2 separate regions of the Mus musculus genome follow, and region 2 is linked to region 1. A link is a contact called in public HiChIP or PLAC-seq data. All regions are on one chromosome and are shown on one strand. Each heading gives the region's core, a stretch centred on a gene start, on an enhancer-like site or on the middle of the called end of the contact. The rest is flanking DNA. Distances are from core to core; before and after follow the strand shown.

The links. HiChIP or PLAC-seq counts read pairs in DNA pulled down with a chosen protein or histone mark.
Region 2: a FOXA1 HiChIP or PLAC-seq map of pancreatic cancer cells shows a contact between it and region 1. The contact joins two enhancer-like sites. A contact is called at or near these places in 1 of 484 Hi-C or Micro-C datasets (cortical neurons) and 2 of 115 datasets of contacts at active chromatin or transcription factors (effector CD8 T cells and pancreatic cancer cells).

The regions. Positions count from the first base shown.
Region 1 is chr8:34,284,389-34,290,991 of GRCm38.p6, reverse strand. No RefSeq gene overlaps it. Among named protein-coding and RNA genes, the nearest start is that of Gm29243, 71 kb to the right of the region's middle. Within about 2 kb of position 2,926, at least 36 of the 459 cell types and tissues checked have an H3K27ac peak or open chromatin away from gene starts, as enhancers often do. A contact at or near this core is called in pancreatic cancer cells, where this site is marked.
Region 2 is chr8:34,618,333-34,624,935 of GRCm38.p6, reverse strand. B930018H19Rik (RIKEN cDNA B930018H19 gene) reads left to right here. Exons shown (of 5, transcript NR_040706.1): 2 at 5,070-5,237. Gm34096 (a long non-coding RNA gene) reads right to left here. Exons shown (of 3, transcript XR_001778547.2): 3 at 5,417-5,754. Among named protein-coding and RNA genes, the nearest start is that of Gm34096, 15 kb to the right of the region's middle. Within about 2 kb of position 2,530, at least 157 of the 459 cell types and tissues checked have an H3K27ac peak or open chromatin away from gene starts, as enhancers often do. A contact at or near this core is called in pancreatic cancer cells, where this site is marked.

The DNA.
Region 1 (6,603 bases), core at 1,677-4,176:
GTGTGTGTGTGTGTGTGTGTATGTATGCATGTATACTAACATTCCTTGATAAATGCTTCCTGTGGGTGGACATTTAGGCTTCTGTAATGTCTCCTTATTGTTCTTCTTGCTATTAGGAAGCAGCCGGGAACAGCCTGTACATCTGGCTTTGGAAATGTGTGCACATTTGTCTACAAAATAAATTTAGAAAAGCAGAAATGGTGAGTCAAAGAATCGAACATTTTAAATCGTTACAACATTAATTGTGTTGTGCCATACTTTGCCAAATTAATTTTAAATGCTCATGCCTTTGTGTCCTCCCAGGAGAAACAGTGCACAGGGTATTGGTAAGGATCTTAGCCAAATGTGGACCGGGGATGGGGGGTGGGAGGGGGTAGAAATCATCAAATTTTAATCTTTGCCAATCCCATGGGAGTCAAAATAAGTGAGTCCCTGAATTTTCTTTAACTATCAGTGAGCATGATCCTTGTTTATGAACAAAACATGCTTTCTATACATGGCCTCCTTCTCTGTCCTTTCTTTAAGTGGCCTCCCTCTCTGTCCCCTCTTTACCTGGCCTTGTTACAAATGTTGCCATATTTTCTTCCCGGACCATCTTACCTCTGGTTTCAAGCATTTTTTTTTTTTTTTTTTTTTTTTTGGCTGTAAGCAAACCTGCTCTCCTTCCCTTTACTGTTCTAATTCTCACTCTGTGCTCTACAGAGCTGTACCTGGTTCTAAGATTTTTCTTAGTTCCTGAGAGTTTTGCTCTCATGCTTTTATAGATCCACATTTTTTTACATTGAAACATTTGATCCTTCTGGGATTTATTTGGTGCAAGGAAACAGGAATCAAAGCTTTCCCGGGTGAGGCAGTTACTCACACCAGGAAAACACTCTGAGTACAACCAAAACCTCGATGGCGCATGGAAAGCAAGTGATCGCTGTATCAAGGCTAGGCAGTTCGCCGCCATGTTCACCATCTCCCTCAGCCTCCACTATCTGGCTGCCTCATGCCCTCAGCCTCCACCATCCGGCTGCCTCATGATGACCTCATGGTCTGTGCAGCTGACTGAGTCAAGCCTCAGTTTACCTCGCAAGTGTGCCGACATCGATCAACTGAATGCATCTTCATTATTTTCCTACTTTAGGAATTCTTAACTTTTTAGAAATACTGATCGCATATATGATATATGTTTCTATCCTTGTTCTTGCTCTTTTGCCCCAGCCTGAGTCAATGCCAATGTCTCTTACTGCCCTGCTTCCTATCAAAGCATCTCATTACCCACTCATTTACAAGCACATAGCACGGCCTTGATGCAATCCACAAAAAGAACATTGGAATATGTTCTTATATGTGTCTGTCATGAATTCAGCTGTTTGTCCCTGCATTAGATGTTTCCTTGCCTGTGTCACCACGTTAAGAGTTCTTCTGACTCCTCCCCTGAGAGATGAGTTGACATCAGAAGGTTGTCGACAAAGACCTAGTCACTGACAATATTTTGAGAGCAGAAAGAAAAATGGTAATGGTGGATTTGTATAATGAGAAGAGCCTTGGTGAATGACAGTACCACACAAAGATAGTATCTTACACTGGAGACGCCAGGAAGTCTGACAGTTGGCTCCATGTCATTCACCTGGGATATGTAATATTATTAGATCATTAGCCTCTCGGCCTTTGCCCAAAACCTGCTCTTGTTTCTGAGCCAGCAGTGTCAGCACCCACAAAGGCCTCACCATTCCAGTCTCTGGAGTCCCTGTGCAAGGACACCTCTGAACGAGGGACAGAAAAAAAAATCATTAAGCAACTTCTTGTTGTTCAGTGGCTGAAGAATGCATAGGTCCAAATCAATCAATCAATCAATCTGTCTATCTATCTATATCTCTCATTTGTTCTCTCTAGTTCTTTCCTTCTCTCTCTTTTCTTCTCTATTCTATGCTGAAATAGTGCCTGAAAGAAAATGAAATGTCAAACAAAAACAAATATATTGTGTACTGGCTAGTTTTGTGTCAACTTGACACAGCTGGCGTTATCACAGAGAAAGGAGCTTCAGTTGAGGAAATGCTTCCATGAGATCCAATTGTAAGGCATTTTCTCAATTAGTGATCAAGGAGGAAAGGCCCCTTGTGGGTGGGACCATCTCTGGGCTGGTAGTCTTGGTTCTATAAGAGAGCAGGCTGAGCAAGAAGCCAGGGAAAGCAAGCCAGTAAAGAACATCCCTCCATGGCCTCTGCATCAGCTCCTGCTCCCTGACCTGCTTGAGTTCCAGTCCTGACTTCCTTTAGTGATGAACAGCAATGTGGGAAGTGTAAGCTGAATAAACCCTTTCCTCCCCAACTTGCTTCTTGATCATGATGTTTGTGCAGGAATAGAAACCCTGACTAAGACATTGGTAATACACTGTCAAATTATTGATAATATGTAACAAGTATATTGACAATATATTGATAAAAGCCAAATTTAGAAACTAAAAGCAGGTGGTCCCTCTGTTGCTGTTACCACTGCTCTCTTGCAGTGCAACTCAATAAGCTTGCAGGACAACCCAATAAGCCTGTCCAAGGAAGAAAGAGGGGGAGGGAAGAAGGGAGGGAGGGAGGAAAGAAGGAAATATTTCTCTTAAATGGGCCTTCCAGACTATGTAAATGCAGATAAAATAAACGGGTGGGGAGATACTTAAATTATAAGCAACAAAAATGTCACAAATCTACTAAATTAAGAAGAGACTATTAACTTGAAAACACATTCTTTTAAGAATTCAACAGCTAAGCTATAAAAGTATAATTACTATCGACAACAAGTTTCCTTCACCGAAACCAGCTCAATGTCATAAAAAATTCAAGTTATGAATCTTGAGAAATGTATTTTCGCTCTCTTACTGTCTGGCATACAATTACTCATTCCTGTTTGCTCACCGTGAGGCCAAGATGAGATCACCAGGAGCCAGCTAGCTTAACCCCCTCCAAAGATGATGGAGCAGGAGTAGCAGGAAGCTGGATTGTAGCATGCAAGGTCACAGTGAGTCAGCCAAACATCAGATCTGCCTTTGTGGTGCTTTGAAGATTCATGTCATCTCCCACAAGCAACTTGACAGAGTCACCTCATCTTGCAAAACCCTCAGGAGTGGCTCTTTGTGCCCCATGCTCCATGGCATCTTCCATGGAGTGTTCCCCAATTCTGCTGTCTTAGAAGGCTGACTGACATGGGCTCACCTGACTTCTGGTTCACACTTCTAGTTAAGTTTAATCCAGAGAGAGACGGGACAAGCTTATGAAGGCCTGAGGATGATTCTAGAACTTCTCTCTCAGGCCAGTGTCCTCCTGAAACTGACCAGAGCACCATGTAGGTAATTTTCTTTCCTTCACTTCACCACTTCAGGCCTTAAGTGTGTATATATGTTTGTTAGTGAGTTCTCTAGAATAACAAAATAGTATTGAAAGAGAGATTAAGAAAGGGGGAAGAGGAGGGAGAAAGAGAGGCAGGGAGAGGGAAAGAGAGAGGGAGGGGAGAGAGAGACAGACAAACAGACACAGGCAGAGATATTGTTAAATCAGCTTACTTTTAAATAGTAACAATAGCAACCTCACACCAGAAAGGTTAAGAGCCCTATAGTTACTTAGACCTTAAGACTATGTCCCAATCTACTGCCAAAACTTGGAAGGCTCTGAGAGATAGACCTGCTGGTCCTTGGCCAATGATGGAAAGAAGGAAATGCTGTTTCTGATACAAGCAAAGCAGTCGAGGGCAGCAGCTAGGGCACACAACTCTGTGGCAAGAGGGAAGGCCAAGTGAATGAAAAGCAAATATTCTGTCTGCCATGCCCCCTTTATCTGGGCTGCCACTCGGAAGTGCTATGCATGTTTGGGCCGGGTCTTGTCACACCCATTAAAGCAATCAGAACAGTTTCCCTGGTGAGGCTCCCTACTGAGTCGGTTTTAATTTGGGGCAAGTGGACCTTAAAGCCAGTCATGATGGTCTCCTAGAGTGCCTGAAACAAACGTCAGAACAACAGAACTGTGTTTCATCCTTCTAGGGACTGGAAGTTTATAATTAAGGGACTAGCAGAGTCTCTCTCTCTCTCTCTCTCTCTCTCTCTCTCTCTCTCTCTCTCTCTCTCTCTCTGTCTCTCTCAGGCTTTCTTAGCTTTCCTAGCCATTCACCTTGCAGTGTCTTCCGGTGTCTCTGCCATGTCTCTTCTCCTCTTATGAGGATACTACACACTGGATGAGAGTCCACCCTGCTATGTCTGTAAGCATCATCCCTCCAAGACCACACAGTTGAGAACTGTAGACAGATAGTAACTTCAGTGTAGCTGAAAGATAGATAGATTCATAGATAGATAGATAGATAGATAGATAGATAGATAGATAGATAGATAGATAGATAGATAGATAGACAGACAGACTAGAGAGATAGCTCGATGGCCGAGAACATATGTTGAAAGTATAACAAAGTAAAAACAGAATTCTAGGCCTTTAGGCCCAGGCTGGGGAATGTGGCCTTTGTAAAGGTATGCTAATCATAAAACAGATAGTGACATTCCTCCACCCACCTGCTTCCTGGATTCAAAGAGTGCTCATTCAAAGAAAGTCACCCTGGCCATTACCAGAACCTGCAATGCAAATGTGCTATTGTTAGAGGCTCTTAGAAGCTGTCTTGAGAGTTAACAATTACCAGGTATTCCTTGTGACTCTTGTAACTTTACACTTCCTTGTGACTCTTAACTGGTATCTTTGGTATCTTCCAACAACGCCCTCCCCACTTCCTTGAGTTGTGGTTTCTTCCTTTAAATACCCCCTTACCCAGCTACTCGGCGCGACACGGTCCTCTACCCCTGCATGGTGTATGACCGTGGGCCCGAGAGCACTCTTGAATAAAAATCCTCTTGCAATTTGCAGCAAGACCGTTTCTTGTGGGTGATTTTGGGGTGTCGCCTCTCCTGAGTCAGAACGTGGGGAAGTCCTCACATTGTGGGTCTTTCATTGTGGCTCTTGCATAGAATCAAATCAGGAATTGGCTCACAGTACTCACATGGCACCTCACAACTATCTATGACTCCAGAGGCTCCTACACACTTTTCTGGCTTTTGTGAGCACTGCACACACATGGTCTATAGACACACATACAGTCAAAATACACCAAATTAAAAATAAACAAACCTTTAAATATGTATAAACAGTCTTTATTAAATCTAAGGATGCTATGTGCTTGCAGACAGGAGCCTAGCATGGCTGCCCTCCGAGAGGCCCAACAAGCAGCTGAAAGAGTCAGATGCAGATACTTACACCCAACCAATGGACAGAAGCCAGGGACCCCTGTGGTTGAATTAGGGATAGGCTGGAAGAAGCTGAGGAGGAGGGTGACCCCATGGGAAGATCTGCAGTCTCAACTAACCTGGACCCCCGAGATCTCTCAGACCCCCTGAGCCACTAACCAGGCAGCATACACCAGCTGATATGAGGCCTCCTACACATTGACAGCAGAGGACTGCTGGGTCTGGCCTCAGAGAGAGAAGAGGCACCTAACCCTTGAGAGACTTGAGGCCCCAGGGAGTGGGGAGGTCTGGTGGAATAGGGTGGGGTGTGGAAACATCCTCTTGGAGATGTGGGGGGAGGTATGGAATGGGGAACAGTTAGGGAGCGGACTGGGAGGGGATGAAGACTGGGCTGTAAAAAAGGTCTAAAGAATAATAATTTGAAAAAAAAATCCAAGAATGTTCTACAAGCATACAATACATTTTGATCGTATTCAACCCTCACTTCTCCCTCTAATCCCTCCCAACTTCATGTCTTTTTGTTTGTTTGTTTGTCTGTCTGTCTGTCTGTCTGTTTGTTTGTTGTAGCTCACCAAGTCCAATTACTGCTATCTACACACTCACAGGTACTAGGCCATCCACAGGACATGGTCAACCTACCAGGGGCTACTTAAAGAAAACTGGCTTTCTGTCCCTCAGTAAACATCAGCTATCAATAGTTCCTTGGCTGGGGGTGAATGCTTGTGAACCCTCTCTTGCTAGCTAGTCTTTTGTCAACTTCACACACAAGCAAGATATATCTGAAAGGAGGGAACCTCAATTGGGAAGATGCCTACATAAGATCTGACCGTAAAGGATGATGGGTGGGGCCATCCCTGGGCAGGAGATGCCCTTGGGTGGCACTGGTACTCTTGTGAACACTTGCTGCACTGGTACAAAGGAGAAATCTCACCCACTTAGCAGACTCCTTGAGATGAAGTAACCATCTACAGTTGCCAGGAAACAAAGGCATTCCTGCCTCCCACACTCCAGTCTAGGCAGACTCTTGCTGCTCCTGAGAAACCAAAGTTAAAGTTCTCTACCACTGTCCTAAGAAAGCCTCTCGAAGCAGGAGAAACCTATCTGGCTCAGAATCCCGTAATGATCAAGCAGTGTCTTACAACCATTGAAAGCTGAAAAATATGACCATGTAAAGATGCCCCAGATAGAAAGCAGTCATTGGATGAAGCAGGAGCAAGGGAAATGTTGAGAAAATACTTCCACTGAGTCCCAGAGAAACACACTTCACCTATGGTGAAAATGAAACCCGTAATGGAATCCTTCCTTGTACAGTCCTGAGGGAAAGATGAAGTAGCAGGCACAGCGCTCAGCTC
Region 2 (6,603 bases), core at 1,281-3,780, 330 kb before region 1:
TGAGTAAGAAGCATACAAGAGGTCTGTCAGATTAGTTTAATAGGAACTGTTTCCATCCTTCTTGTTTGCTTTTTAAAATTATTATTATTGTATTTTTATTGGCTATTTTCTTTATTTACATTTCAAATGTTATCCCTTCCCCCCAGAAGTCCTTATCCCATCCCCCCTGCCCTGCTTCTATGAGGGTGTTCTGTCAGGTCAATTGGTCTGTCAGGTCAATTTAATCAGGATCTGTTTCCATCTTTTTTTGTTTGCTTTTTAATTTTTTTTTTAATTATTTTTTGACTCCCTCCTTAATTCATGAGATTCTAGTTCAACAGTTCTCAACCTGTGGGTTGTGATCCGACTGGGGGTCGCATAGCAGATATCCTGCATATCCGATATTTACATTAGGATTCTTAAGGGTATCAAATGTACAGTTCTGAAGTAGCAACAAAAGCAATTGTACAGTTGGGGGCCACCACAACGTGAGGAACGGTATAAAAGGGCGGCAGCATTAGGAAGGGTGAGAGCTGCTGCTCCATTCAGATCTACTTAGAGCCCAGCCATCAAATTATATGCTATTTCTTCAGGCAAGTCACACTGAACACCTAGTCTCAAAGTAGAAACAAGAAAAAAAACCATGGGTGTAATTGACCACAAATTGATACCGATTGTGCTGGTTTGCCATTAAAATGGACATTGATTCTCTTTGGGGTTTGAGTCAAAACTTCTGGCTTTGTTCACTGATCCATAATTGAAAATAATTTCTTCCTCCGGTGGTGAATTCTTCTCCCACCCCTGCCTCAGTCCAGGATTATTAAATTCAAGTCACATGAAACAGCACTAATCTGTCCCGGATGAAATTTTGGAATTTTTTTTAAATCCTCAAACGGCTTGAGTTTATCTGAGGCTCGGAAGAAAATGAGGAACTATTAATACCACAAGGTTTCCTTTGAAGGAAGAATAAGCGGGTTGTTTTCCTCTTACATAATTAGCTTTCAGCCCTGGGTGAAGGAGCTGTCGATGGCTACTTTTCTTTATCTTAAATGTTCTCTCCCTTATTTCTGATGGGGAAATGAAAACGTTAGAAGGCAAGCACTGTGTTCATACCCCAGCTTTCAGCATTTTTCTTGGGAAATGCATACAAATAAAAGGTGTCCTTGCCTTCTAACTTCTGTATTCAGCCCCTTATGAGACTCTACACCGATATGGTTTGCCTCTTGGGGAATCTGGGCCCTGGGAGTCTTTAAATGTGCCTAGAAGGATTTTTAATTTTTTTTCATTTTTTCCCCAAAAGCTCCACAGGCATTGCACATTTCTGAAAATAAAACTGCCTTCATTAACTAGAATGTCATGGTATTTTTTTGCTTTTGATTAGAGTCAAATTAATTCAGTTTGATAACATTGATTACAAGCTGATCTAAAGCTGTGATTAGAGCTTTATATATCTTAGATGATTAAATGTGGAAATAGGTTAATTATGTCTTAATAAATGCAGTTGACTTGATAGAAAGAAACTTATGCAACCCGAAATTAGGCAGAAAAGTATGACAAAATTTCAGAAATTCCTGTATACATCTTGTACAGACAGAGTGGTAAGACCAATGAAAATTTCAAATGTATCTATTTTAGAAATCTTCTGGAATCATAAGATTCAATATATTTATTATTTTTGGTCACCTTAATGTGAAAAATACAAAATCAAATTATTTATTCTCTGTCTCTGTCTCTGTCTCTGTCTCTGTCTCTCCCTCTCACACACACAGAGACACAGAGAGAGAGAGAGAGAGAGAGAGAGAGAGAGACTGACCTAAACAATAAACACAACTGTACAAATATTATATTAAGAAACAAAAGAAAAATGTAATTTTCCAATTGCTGAAAGTCAGCAGATGCTATCTCATGTGTGAACACTTTGCACGGGCAGTTGAACCAGTTTGGAGGGTATAAATAGAAGCACACCAGATTTTCTGATCTCATATGAATCATTAGTCTTGTTGAAAGCCATCTCTTTGAGGAAGCGGACAGTTTGCGTCCCTGAGCTAATGCTATGGGCGGGGCGGGGTTGGGGTTTTCACAATCCTGCTCTGATCATTGTGGCTTTGGGCGTGACTTTTGTGACTCACCTGGCTCCGGCTGCTTAGACACACAGCCCAGAGTTCATGTCGCTGAAGGGCACTGGCTGTGGATCATTGTTTCCCCAGGGTATGCCCTTTAAAGGTTACTGGTGAGGAGATGGGAGAGGCTTTGGGGTTCAGCAACACGTGACTGCGTTTAAGCCGTATTCCTCTCTAGGACAGTAGCTCTAGAGGGGATTGCAGAGTATTTCTTCGCTCTATGGAAATGTTGAGCTGCTTCTGTCTTCATGCAGAACTCGGAGACATCAGAGTGTCAGTTGTGGAGTTGCGTGCGTGATCGTGGCATGCCTAGCAGAACACATTGCTCAAAATAAATGACAGTGGCAGAGGCTTCTTCACGTACCCAGCGTCCTCGAATGTAAAAGAGTTGTGGGGCAGATGGCCTTTATAGACCTCTTAGGCACTAATTAACTTTCTGTAGCTCTACGTTTCCTTGAATAGCAAACATTGGGATAAAGATTGGCCCGGGTACAGCAGTCTGATGACGCTGACATCGGATTGTTGGCATATTTACAGGTGCGGGAGACTTTTATTTGGGATTGAGGAAAGCTAGTGCCTAGTTTAACAAAGGGAAGGAAGGGAAGGAGAGGGAGAGAGGAGAGAAGAAGACGTGGAAGACCAGTTTTGTAGAGGAGAGCAGTTTTGACCCTTGTATGTTTCTATTCTGGATCGTTTACCCCGGGGGACTTTAAAGCTTAATGATCAGATCTTTAGCTGTGTGACTTTCCACTGTCCATGTCTTTAAAGCTCTAGGCTTCTCATGTGGTTTTCATTCCCAGTTATCTCTCCCACATAAGACCCGGGGGGCTCTGCTTCTGTGAATGCTTTGCTAGGTAAGTCTCGCTAAACTCAGCTGCCATCTACTTAGAATTTAAGCAAGACTTATTGCTCTGAGCCTCTCTTATAGAACCTTTTCAATACCCTCAATGATTTATTCTCCCCCTTATTTTATGGGACCAAGAAGTGGAGGTTTTGTTTGTTTGTTTGTTAGTTTTTGTTTGTTTGTTTTGAATGAGTAATTTTCCTGCAGCCACACAATGTGGAAAAAACAGGATTCGGATGAAGTGAGTTCCGCGCTTCATCTTTCCGCTGTGATTCGCTTCCGTTGGCGGCGAGGGTGGCCACTTCCGGCTTTTTTATCCTGTGCAGAGCACAGGACCAGCAGATCGCCCTTGGCCCTCAGTTATCCTCAGAGGTGGAAGGGAGGGTGGGATAGTGGGGAGTCCTTGCCAGCTTCCCCAGGAAAGCAGAAATATACAACCTGAGATCCAGGCTAGAGATTTAAAAATAGATAGGCACAAAGCAAAAAACCGTGCACCTTTTACAAAAGCACATTCAAACCAGATGTTGTAGGTTTCTCAGGTTGAATGGATCCTCTTGGGAGGGGCTAGGGGCGGGGAGAACAGCTATAAGATGATAAGAAAGGATTACATAAAACAGAGGGGGTGACATTGTGAGGTGAGCTTGGAAATGTAATCAATACAGTCTTCTCTTGCAAAAAAGGAAAGGGAATAACAAAACCACCATTAGGGCCCAGAAAACCATGCAAGAACAAAACAAAACAAAACAAAACAAAACAAAACAAAACAAAACCCAAGAAAACATGCATGGAAGGGCTCATTTTAAAATTAATTAATTAACTTTACAATAGCAGTCCCCTTTCTCCTGGTTCCCCACCACCACCACCACCACCACACACACACATAGTCCCTCTCCTCACTTCCTGCTTCTGAGAAGGGTGAGACCTCCCTGGGTATTGCCCCACCCTGGCACATCAAATCACTGCAGGACTAGGCACATCATCTCCCACTGAGGCCAATCGAGGCTACCCAGTTAGGAGAGCAGGAACCACAGTCAGGCAACAGATTCAAGGACAGTCCCTGCTCCAGTTGATGAGTGACCCACATGAAGACCAAGCTGTATATCTGCTACATATATGAGGGGAGGCATAGGTCCAGCCCTTGCTTGCTCGTTGGTTGGTGGTTCAGTCTCTGGGAGCCCCCATGGGACCAAGTTCGTTGACTGTGTTGGTGCCTGGGTAGGCTTTATAGTGAGCATCAGCCACACATAGACATGAGCTTAGCTCCACTGGATATTTAGGCTCTGTCTTTTTGAGGCCTCTACCACTCTCACAGCAAGTGAATGGGAACAGACCCAGAATTTTATGAATGACAAAAGGATAGTGTTACCTTGCAGATGGCAAAGCTGAAGTTCTCCATGCGTGGCCAAAGGACTTGTTCAAGGTGGATCAACAGGTTTAGGGCAAATCCCATGTGACAGTCTCGTTATCTGCCCCATTGGTCATTCTATAATGCCAGGTTCAAATGCTGTGTCTGCCCTTGCACAGTCTTATTGAGCTTGGAGTACACCTGTTTGATCAACTTCTCTTCCGTGTATTGCCTTGCCTCTTGAGGGTGTTTGGCCAATGTTAATGATCACAGTAGTCAATATTAAGATGTTCTTTGGGTCTCCAAATGCTCTGGTAATGAAACCAGCCATGTATTACTGCTTTCTGTTCCCGTTGATTTCAACCCCGTTGATTAGCTACCTGTATGAATATGAACCCATAGCTCTTGTTATAGTAATACCTCTGCTTGGCCAAAGCAGAGTGGTTTCTTTGTTTTTCTGTGCTTTTTTTTTGTTTGTTTTTTTCCCTCAAGACAGGGTTTCTCTGTGTAGCCCTGGCTGTCTTGGAACTCACTCTGTAGACCAGGCTGGCCTTGAATTCAGAAATCTGCCTGCCTCTGCCTCCTAAGTGCTGGGATTAAAGGAGTGTGCCATCAGTACCCGGCGAGTGGTTTTAAAATATATTTTCTAAGGAGGTGTGTAGAGCCAAAGTTTCTATGGAAAAAAAACTCTTTGGGGGTCCTGAACTAACTGACATTCATCCTAAGAGAAGTACTCAGAGAGCTAGTGTTTGTAAGGTGGGCCTTTTTGTTTGTATTTCAGTTTCTCTGCCTTGCGGGACTCCTGTCATCGCATCCAGAAAAGAGCAGTGAGGCGCTTCCTGGGAGCCGAATATTGTGGCTAGAGAGGCAGCCCTTGCCTTCCAGGCACTTCCATCCGGGAGGAAGAATGCAGATATACTGGTCATCGTGTATTCAGTTCCATACAAGGGTGAGGATACAGCTACTGTATTTGCTTGTACTGAATCAGACCTGGCCTTGACAGCTTCTTAGGGGAAGATGGAGTTACACCGTATTGCAAAGGGGGTAGGATTCTGACAGCAAAGCACTAAAGCACTGCAGGCAGGGGTTGGGGGGCATATGTATTCCCAAGGCAGAGTGGAGGGAATGTAAGACTGCACCGCCTGCATGGGGCTGCTTTATTAAAGCAGAAGGTGAGCGTTCAGATCTCAGCTTCCAGGTAAGTATAAACTAGGAAGGTGACGATCTGAGGTGTTATTTATAGGAACATTTGGTCAGCGAGCATTTGAGTGCATCCCCAAGACTGAGAAGATAAAAATATGTGCTAATGAGGATGGCTGTGGTGGCCGCAAAGGCACACTGTGTCTGTGACAGGAGAGTCCACATGGACTGGGCACGTCTAACGATGTTCAGCAGCTGTCTGACCCTGTGAGTGTGGAGGTAACTCATCAGAACCACAACACAGCAAAGGCAGAAGGACGTTCAACCTAGTAAGAGATAACGCAAAAAAAAAATTAATTAGTTAATGGGGATTATTGAGGTAAGTTTACGTTTTGTAAGTGTCATCTCAAAAAAAAAAAAAACCAGTTTAAAATCCAACTTCTTTAAACAAGATATAACGCTTCCGGAGGAAGATAAAACTGCTAAGAGCTTTTCCTGCCTATATAAAGCGTGCAAGTCTGTTGTCTGGACACGTTACTCTGTATTTGAGCAAGTTCAAGTGATCATTCCATGTTGGACTGTCCTACCTAGAAGGTAGCTACATTTTCTTTCTTTGAAGGAGACAATCAGAATTACAACCAGACAACTTGAATTGTTCAGATATACCCATCTGGAGACCAGTGTACCCTTGGCAGACAGTTTCTTACATTTGTGCTACATTGGTAACTTATAGTATGGTTTCTGCCGTGTTTCTAAGCCCACGGCACTGTTCCAAGGCCACCAGAGCTGGCACTGTTACGTTCCCCCTCTCATTTCTAGACAGAAAACCAGCAGTGCTAAGAACTTATGTGATTGCCTGGGAACAAATGGGTAGGGAGCTCAGAGCTGAGATGCTGTGATTGTACGTAAGCCTTCTGATCAGCATGGTCTGACCCCCAGACTTGACTCTGAGCCCTATGCCTTACAAAACGTAAACAAACAGGCAAAACCCCCCAAACAGCCCCAAGTTTGGTTTTCTAGCATTAGTTCATTCAGTGCCCTTTGGTCTTGAGAGGCTGCCAACCTCTGAGCAGACTGTAGTCAAAGGCCAAGGCCTGACTCAGTTCCCCTGCATGGAAGTCTCAGGCAAGGAGCAAGCTACCCCATGAGCGAATTCTTATTTGCACAGAAGGGAT